2 separate regions of the Pan troglodytes genome follow, and region 2 is linked to region 1. Evidence: chromatin contacts called from public HiChIP or PLAC-seq data. All regions are on one chromosome and are shown on one strand. The core of a region is the stretch at or near the end of the contact, and the rest is flanking DNA. Distances in the headings are between cores, read along the strand shown.

What was found. HiChIP or PLAC-seq counts read pairs in DNA pulled down with a chosen protein or histone mark.
Region 2: a contact with region 1 is called in an H3K4me3 HiChIP or PLAC-seq map of stem cell-derived excitatory neurons, with 2.2 times the contacts expected there. The contact joins the promoter of USP22 here to the promoter of TMEM11 in region 1. A contact is called at or near these places in 2 of 7 Hi-C or Micro-C datasets (induced pluripotent stem cells and stem cell-derived neural progenitor cells) and 1 of 1 datasets of contacts at active chromatin or transcription factors (stem cell-derived excitatory neurons).

The regions. Positions count from the first base shown.
Region 1 is chr19:47,763,795-47,767,070 of NHGRI_mPanTro3-v2.0_pri, forward strand. It overlaps TMEM11 (transmembrane protein 11), which reads left to right and starts at 1,728. Exons shown (of 2, transcript XM_003315570.7): 1 at 1,728-2,237. The coding sequence starts at 2,176.
Region 2 is chr19:47,936,466-47,939,741 of NHGRI_mPanTro3-v2.0_pri, forward strand. USP22 (ubiquitin specific peptidase 22) reads left to right here and starts at 1,774. Exons shown (of 13, transcript XM_063798860.1): 1 at 1,774-1,917.

The DNA.
Region 1 (3,276 bases), core at 478-2,977:
AACATAAAACAGCACTTGGCCTCCATACACGTATCACCTCATGAAATACCGCAATCCTCTGAGGGGAGATACTATCATCCCATGATACAAACCAGGCAGCTGAGAAACAGAAGTTACACAAGCAGCCCCTGAGCCAGAAGTGCGTTCTAGAATCCCTAGTATACCCTCTGAATCACCACACTGAAACAAAGAAAAGACAGCCATATCCGCAGTGTCATACCATGGAACTGTTCAGAGGTCTCCAGCATGAACTACGCTGACACTTGGAGGCAGGGCTGTATGACTCAACAGGAAGGCCAGGTACTTTTTAGAGACCAGACAGGTATAAGGTCTTGAAGGACAAAAGTTGGCTGGGAGAGCTGGGCACCGTGGCTCACGCCTGTAAATCCCAGCACTTTGGGAGGCCGAGGGGGATGGATCATGAGGTCAGGAGTTCGACACGACACCAGCCTGACCAACATGGTGAAACCCCGTCTCTACGAAAAATACAAAAATTAGCTGGGTGTGGTGGCACCACCTGTAATCCCAGGTACTCAGGAGGCTGAGGTAGGAGAATTGCTTGAACATGGGAGGCGGAGGTTGCAGTGAGCCGAGATCGCGCCACTGCACTCAAGCCTGGGCGACAGAGCAAGACTCTGTCTCAAAAAAAAAAAAAAAGTTGGCTGGGAGGTAAAAGCATTTTAGGTAAAGCATAGAACATCTGCGTATCTGCAAACCCTCTGAATTTACTAGCCTGGCAAGTTCCAGACGGGAAAGGTAGGCAGTTGAATTTGGAGAGCTAGGCAACTTCCAAACTAAGGAGGGGCTTCTTGATTGTGCTAAGGAGTTTGAATCACACACTGTAGGTGATGAGGGACGGTGAGAGGATTGCAAGCAGCTAAAACTGTGGTAGAATGTCAGCTGGAAGGAAATCGAAAGGAATCCTCAACAATGAGAGGGTCGCCTTTCCGTCTGCTGGCCCTCCTGCTGTGGCCTGCGGCGGGGTGGGGAGGGGGGTTCCACGACACAGAAGTGTGACGCGCAGGGCTGGGCTTCTTCTAGGCTGAATTCGGGACAGATTTTCGCATTTGTTTTGCTCAAGTATTTATGGGACCAATTAATATGTTTAGCAACGTTGTCTGTGGGAGCAGTAGAGGAACTGAGAAGTTCACAAACTGTAAGAGATCCTCCAAAGAGTCCACAGGTCTGAGGCAGCAGCACCTGGGAATCTCTGGGCTCCAGTTAGTCCTTCCTGACTTTGACTCGTTACAGCAGTGTCCAGACAGGGATATGTCGGGTCCTGTGGCAGGGTTCCCGTCAGGTGGGATGGTTTAGCCCCGCATCTGCCTTCAAAGATCCCGAGATTATGCCGTCGCAGCGGCCAGAGCAGGAGTGGGTGCGTGGCAGGGACTGAGTCTAAGAGGCCTGGAGGCCCTGTCTAAAACAAAGCTGTCGCTGGGCCCTCTCTCCTTCAAGCAGTTATCATACAGCTAGTCCCCTTTCTTGTTTTCAGACCCTCTCCTCTAACAGCCTGCACCTGCAAGCAGGGACCTCCGTGGCAGCAGGGACAGCGTGTCTGTCTCGGCCTCCAAAGTACCCCGGAGTCTAAGAGAACTGGGGGAGGATGGTGCGGGAGCAGCGCCTGCCTCCAAGGAGGGCCCGGGCGGCGCCTCCCGCCCCTCGGTGACCTTATGGGCCAAGGCTGTGAAGGGCAGGCGGGGCGACGCGGAGGGGCCGGGCGCTAGTGGCCCGCAGACAGCGCGGCGGCCCCCAGCGGGAGAGGCGGCCTGGCGGCCAGGACAGCGCGGCCGGGCGCCTCCGCGCGGTGCTCTGGGAGTTGTAGGCACTTGCCTCTCCTCTCTCCTTCAGCTACTGGCTCTCGAAACCCAAGGACCTACCGGTGGGTGGGCGCCTGTGACTCCCAGGCTGCGAACGCCGGGAACTCAGTTTCTTCAAAAATGCCCGAACCAGGACTGCTCCTGGGGTCCTCGCGCCCTCGCAGAAGGACTACGGGCCGCGGCGACCTCGGGGGCGGGGCTTCCGGCGCGCTGCCTTGTGGGCACGGTAGTTCCGCCGGGTCTGGCTTCCGCCTGCCGAGCGGCCCCGGACCGCAGTCCGGACTACACTTCCCGTCGGCCCGCCTGCTCTCCCCATGCCGCCTTGGCGCGAGACGTTGGCAAGCAGAGTGTCTCCAAGATGGCCGCTTGGGGAAGGAGGCGTCTTGGCCCGGGCAGCAGTGGCGGCAGCGCCCGAGAGAGGTGAGATCCAAGGGCTTGTTGCCCCCAGTGCAGGCGGCTCAGCGGCCGGAGAGCCCAGCGCGGCCTCCGAGGGCTGCAGCAGCCTTCCTTCCCTGGTTTCCCCGCGCTCCCCCTACCCTCGCCAGGCATACTGGGTTCCAGTTCCGGAGGATCCGGGATCCGGGTGGGAGCGAGGTCGAAGGCCTCGGCGGAGAGCTTAGGGGAAGGGGCGTTAGCCGGACTGAGTAAGGTAGGCAGCGGCCATGCGGGGCGGGGCCCGAGGCCGGGCCGTGCTGAAAGGAACTGGCGCCCAGCGCAGGCCTCAGGGACCCGCCTAGCTGCCCGCGGGCCGATCGGCTGCTGAAGCACCCTTCCCGCCTGGCCACGCGCGTGGCCTTCTCGGCCGCGGCCCCAGACGTGTAGAGGAAGGCAGGGCCCCCGGAGAGAGAAAGAAGGGGAAGCCTTCACAGAGCAGGCCGGCCGCGGCAGGGGTAGTTTGATCTGCACGTTTACCAGGGAGCTTTAGCTCCCGCCAGATGTGTCTCTTCCGGGCCCAGAGCCGGCCACTTCCTCGAGGGAAGATTCTGAAGACTTTTGGATGGTTCTGTGCAAGCGCTCCTGCCGTAGAAGTCCTTTAAAGTGACCTTTCCTAATGAATGGTGTGTGGGCAGGGAGCTAGGAGCGTGTTTCTTCCAACAGGGACCTCCATTTGAATAACTGATTTCTAGAAGATGAGATTGGAGTAGTTTCCGTGTTTCATGTTCAAGTTGCAGTTTTTGCATCTGGGAAGCAGTTTCAGCTAGTGGAAACCACTAGAAGCTGTTCAGCCACTAGAAATTTGGGAGAGGATGTATTGGTGGAGCCACGTGGATTAACTGTCCGCTAAAGCTTGATTGTTATAGCAGCGGTCAGCAAAAAAGGAAAGTTTTGGTTTTGCTGGTTCTCCCCCTCCCCGTCTTTTTGGTGAGGATTGTCTAACAGAAAAGTTATCTTCCTCTCAACTACTCTTTATTATTCCTTTTCTGTGACTGATTCCATCCCGTGTTCATTGCTATTGCTT
Region 2 (3,276 bases), core at 524-3,023, 170 kb after region 1:
AGGGTTTTGTTTTGTTTAGAGATGGGGTCTTGCTTTGTTGCCCAGGCTAGAGTGTAGTGGCACAATCACAGCTCACTGCAGCCTTGACCTCCTGGGCTCTGCGATCCTCTTGCCGTAGCCTCTGGAGTAGCTGGGACTACTATAGGGCTTCACCAGGTAATTCCGAGTACCTGCATGTAGCCAATACAGTTCTGGGAACTTGCGGCTGTAGTAGTACATAAAACACACAATATCATTACCCTCTTGGAGGCCAGGCACAGTGGCTCACGCCTATAAGCCCAGCACTTTGGGAGGCCGAGGCTGGTGGACCACTTGCTGTCAGAAGTTCAAAACCAGCCTGAGGAAACCCCATTTCTAGTAAAAGTTCCAGATCAACATGGTGAAAGCCCCTCTCTACTAAAAATACAAAAATTAGCGGCGTGGTGGCAGGCGCCTGTAATATCAGCTACTGGGGAGGCTGAGGCAGGAGAATCGCTTGAATCTGGGAGGCGGAGGTTTCAGTGAGCCGAAATTGCACCACTGTACTCCAGCCTTGGGCAACAGAGCGAGACTCTGTCTCAAAAATAAAAAATAAAAAAATAAATTACCCTCTCGTAATTTTTCCTGCTATTAAGGGAAGAGACAATAAAAAAATAAGTAAATATTCATTACGCCAGATAGTGATAAATTCTTTGGAGAAAAACAAAGCAGGGTAAGGGAATGGAGAATTTTGGGGGGCTTGCAATTTTCATTAGGGTGGCAATTTTCCTTTTCACGGAAAAGGAGGTGTGTGATAAAGCTGGAAGGAGGCGAGCGAGCATCAGACATGGAATATAAGGATGCAGAGGGTGAGGGGGTAGGGAAAGCATTTTAGGGAGAGGGTACTGCAAGCACGAAGGCCATGAGGCAAAAACCTGTGCTCGGCAATTTGTCTTGGCCACAAAAGCTTTATCCCAGTCGTCAGTCCATTAAACCCTGTAGCTTTAAGTGTTGTGAGATCACAATCTTTATTTTTTAACTTGTGATGGTTCTGGACGGCAATTGCTGTTTCCTGCAATCTGTGGATGAATGAATGAGCAAAGCAGTTAGCAGCGGGATGAGTACAGGGGAGCAGCTCCACACCTGACACCTTATCCAAGTTCCCCCAGACCCTTGGCTCCCTGGCTCCCCCAGAACTTCGTTTGCATTCGTCTTTAAATGTCTTCTCAGTTTGCCTTGGGTCAGTTATTTGTATACCGATTAGACCTGTGCCGCCCACTGCGGTAGCAGCTAGTAGGAATTGGATGTGCTTTAAGTGTAAATACCAGATTTCCAAGACTTGCTGCAAAAACTGTAAAACATTCCACTAACGATTTTGCAATACTGCCTACATGCTGAAATAATTTGACTCTATTGGGTTAAGATATATTACTGTAACTTTCTTTTTTCATTAGAAAAATGTAGCCACTAGCAAATGTGAAGTGTCAGGCGTGTGGCGCGCAGATGCCTCTTTAAACTGGATGGGGCCGGGTTGGCCCTCACTATCCGCGGGCTCCCGACAGGAGGCGCCCAGCTTGCGGCCGGGGGCAGCGCCTACCAGGCAGTTGGCAGGCAGTTCCAGCCCCGGGCCACGGCACTGCAGGGCCCGAGCCAGGTTACGGCAACCGGGGGCCCTGCAAACAGCTCCCGATTAGGGGGTGCTTTTGGGTGGGAAAGCGCAGGCGCTGGATGGAGGTCCGACCTGCGGCGCTCCAGCTCATCGCCCCGCCTCTTTGCGGCAGAGCTCAGGCCGGCGCAAACCGGTTCAGTGCTAGGACGGACGTCTCGCGACGCCCAACCGCAGCACGCCCCCGCCTCCCCAGTCCTCTGGAAGAGACAGGGAACGTCTAGCCGCCAGGGTCCCGGGAGGCGGCTCTGTACCAGACGGACTGTACTGAGAGCCTATGACAATAGCCGAAGGTGCCGGGGGGTGGCCAGCGACCAATAAAGGAAGGGGAGGGGCGGGCCCTCGTTAGCTTCCCCCCCTACCACGCTTCCTCGGGCGCGGGTCTACCCAGAGCCTACGGGCGCGCGAGAGTGGGGGAAGGGCCTGGCGCGGGCTGGAGACTGCGCAGTGCGGTGCCGGCCGGGGGGTGGGGGGGTGACGTAATCTCCGTCCGCGGCCGCGGCGCCCCGCCCCGCCCCGCGACGCCCTCCGCGAACCGCGCGAGCGCAGCGCAGGCGGTCCGCAGCAGCCGCAGCTCGGGGGCGGCGCCTGCCCTGCAGCCTCCCCTCGGCGATCGCGCAGCCCCATCTTTGTCCGGCCTCTGCGCTTTGTTCTCGGCGCCCGTGTCTTGGCCGGCCTGGCCAGCGGCCGAGCAGCCCCCACGCCGCGCTGGCGTCGTCCTCGCCTCCCTCGCCGCCGCCCCCCGCGCGCGGCCGGGCCTTGCCCCCCATGGTGTCCCGGCCAGAGCCCGAGGGCGAGGCCATGGACGCCGAGCTGGCGGTAGCGCCGCCGGGCTGCTCGCACCTGGGCAGCTTCAAGGTGGACAACTGGAAGCAGAACCTGCGGGCCATCTACCAGTGCTTCGTGTGGAGCGGCACGGCTGAGGCCCGCAAGCGCAAGGTGCGCCCGGCAGCCCACCGCGCGGCGGGCTCGGGGCCTTCTGCCGCTCCTGAGGCCGGCCGGCGGAGGGGCCCTTTTCCTGCCCTCTTCCCTTCCCCCGTTGCCTTTCCCTGTCCTTCCTCTTCCTCTCTCCTTCTGCCCTGTCTTCTCTTTACCCCTTCCCCCTCCTTTCCTTCCCCCCTCGTCTTCCCCCTTTCAACTCTCTCCCTTCCCTTATCTCCTCATCTTCCTATCCTTCCCCTCTCCCCCCTTCCCCCATTCTTCCTTTCCCTCCCCCTCCTCTCTGTCCCCTCCCCCTCCTTTCTCTCCGCCCTCCCCCTCCCTTATCCTTCTTGGCCAGGGAGGGGCGAGTGCTTCCGGGCGGGGGGCGGTGTTCTCCTGCCTTGCTGCCTGGGGAGCCTGGGACTTCGGTGGGCGGTCCCGGGCGTTCCTGCGCGAGGTCCCTGCGGGGAACTCTCCTGGTTCTGGAGGGTTCGGGGCTGGATGGGGGTGCAGAGAAAGAAATATTTCAAAAAAATGAGTAAAGGATGGGTGGCTGTCGAGTTCTGGGCGTTGGTCTGCAGCGGTCACCCGTCGCCAGGAGCGACCTTGGACGGGAGCTGGGGCAGGAGGCGGGCTGGGGGTCGCGGGGCCGGAGCTTCGCGCCTGGCTCGGGGCCCGCGAGGAGCTGGAGGTGGAGGGCGGCAGGGGCTGGGGCCGGGGCGAGCCTGTGG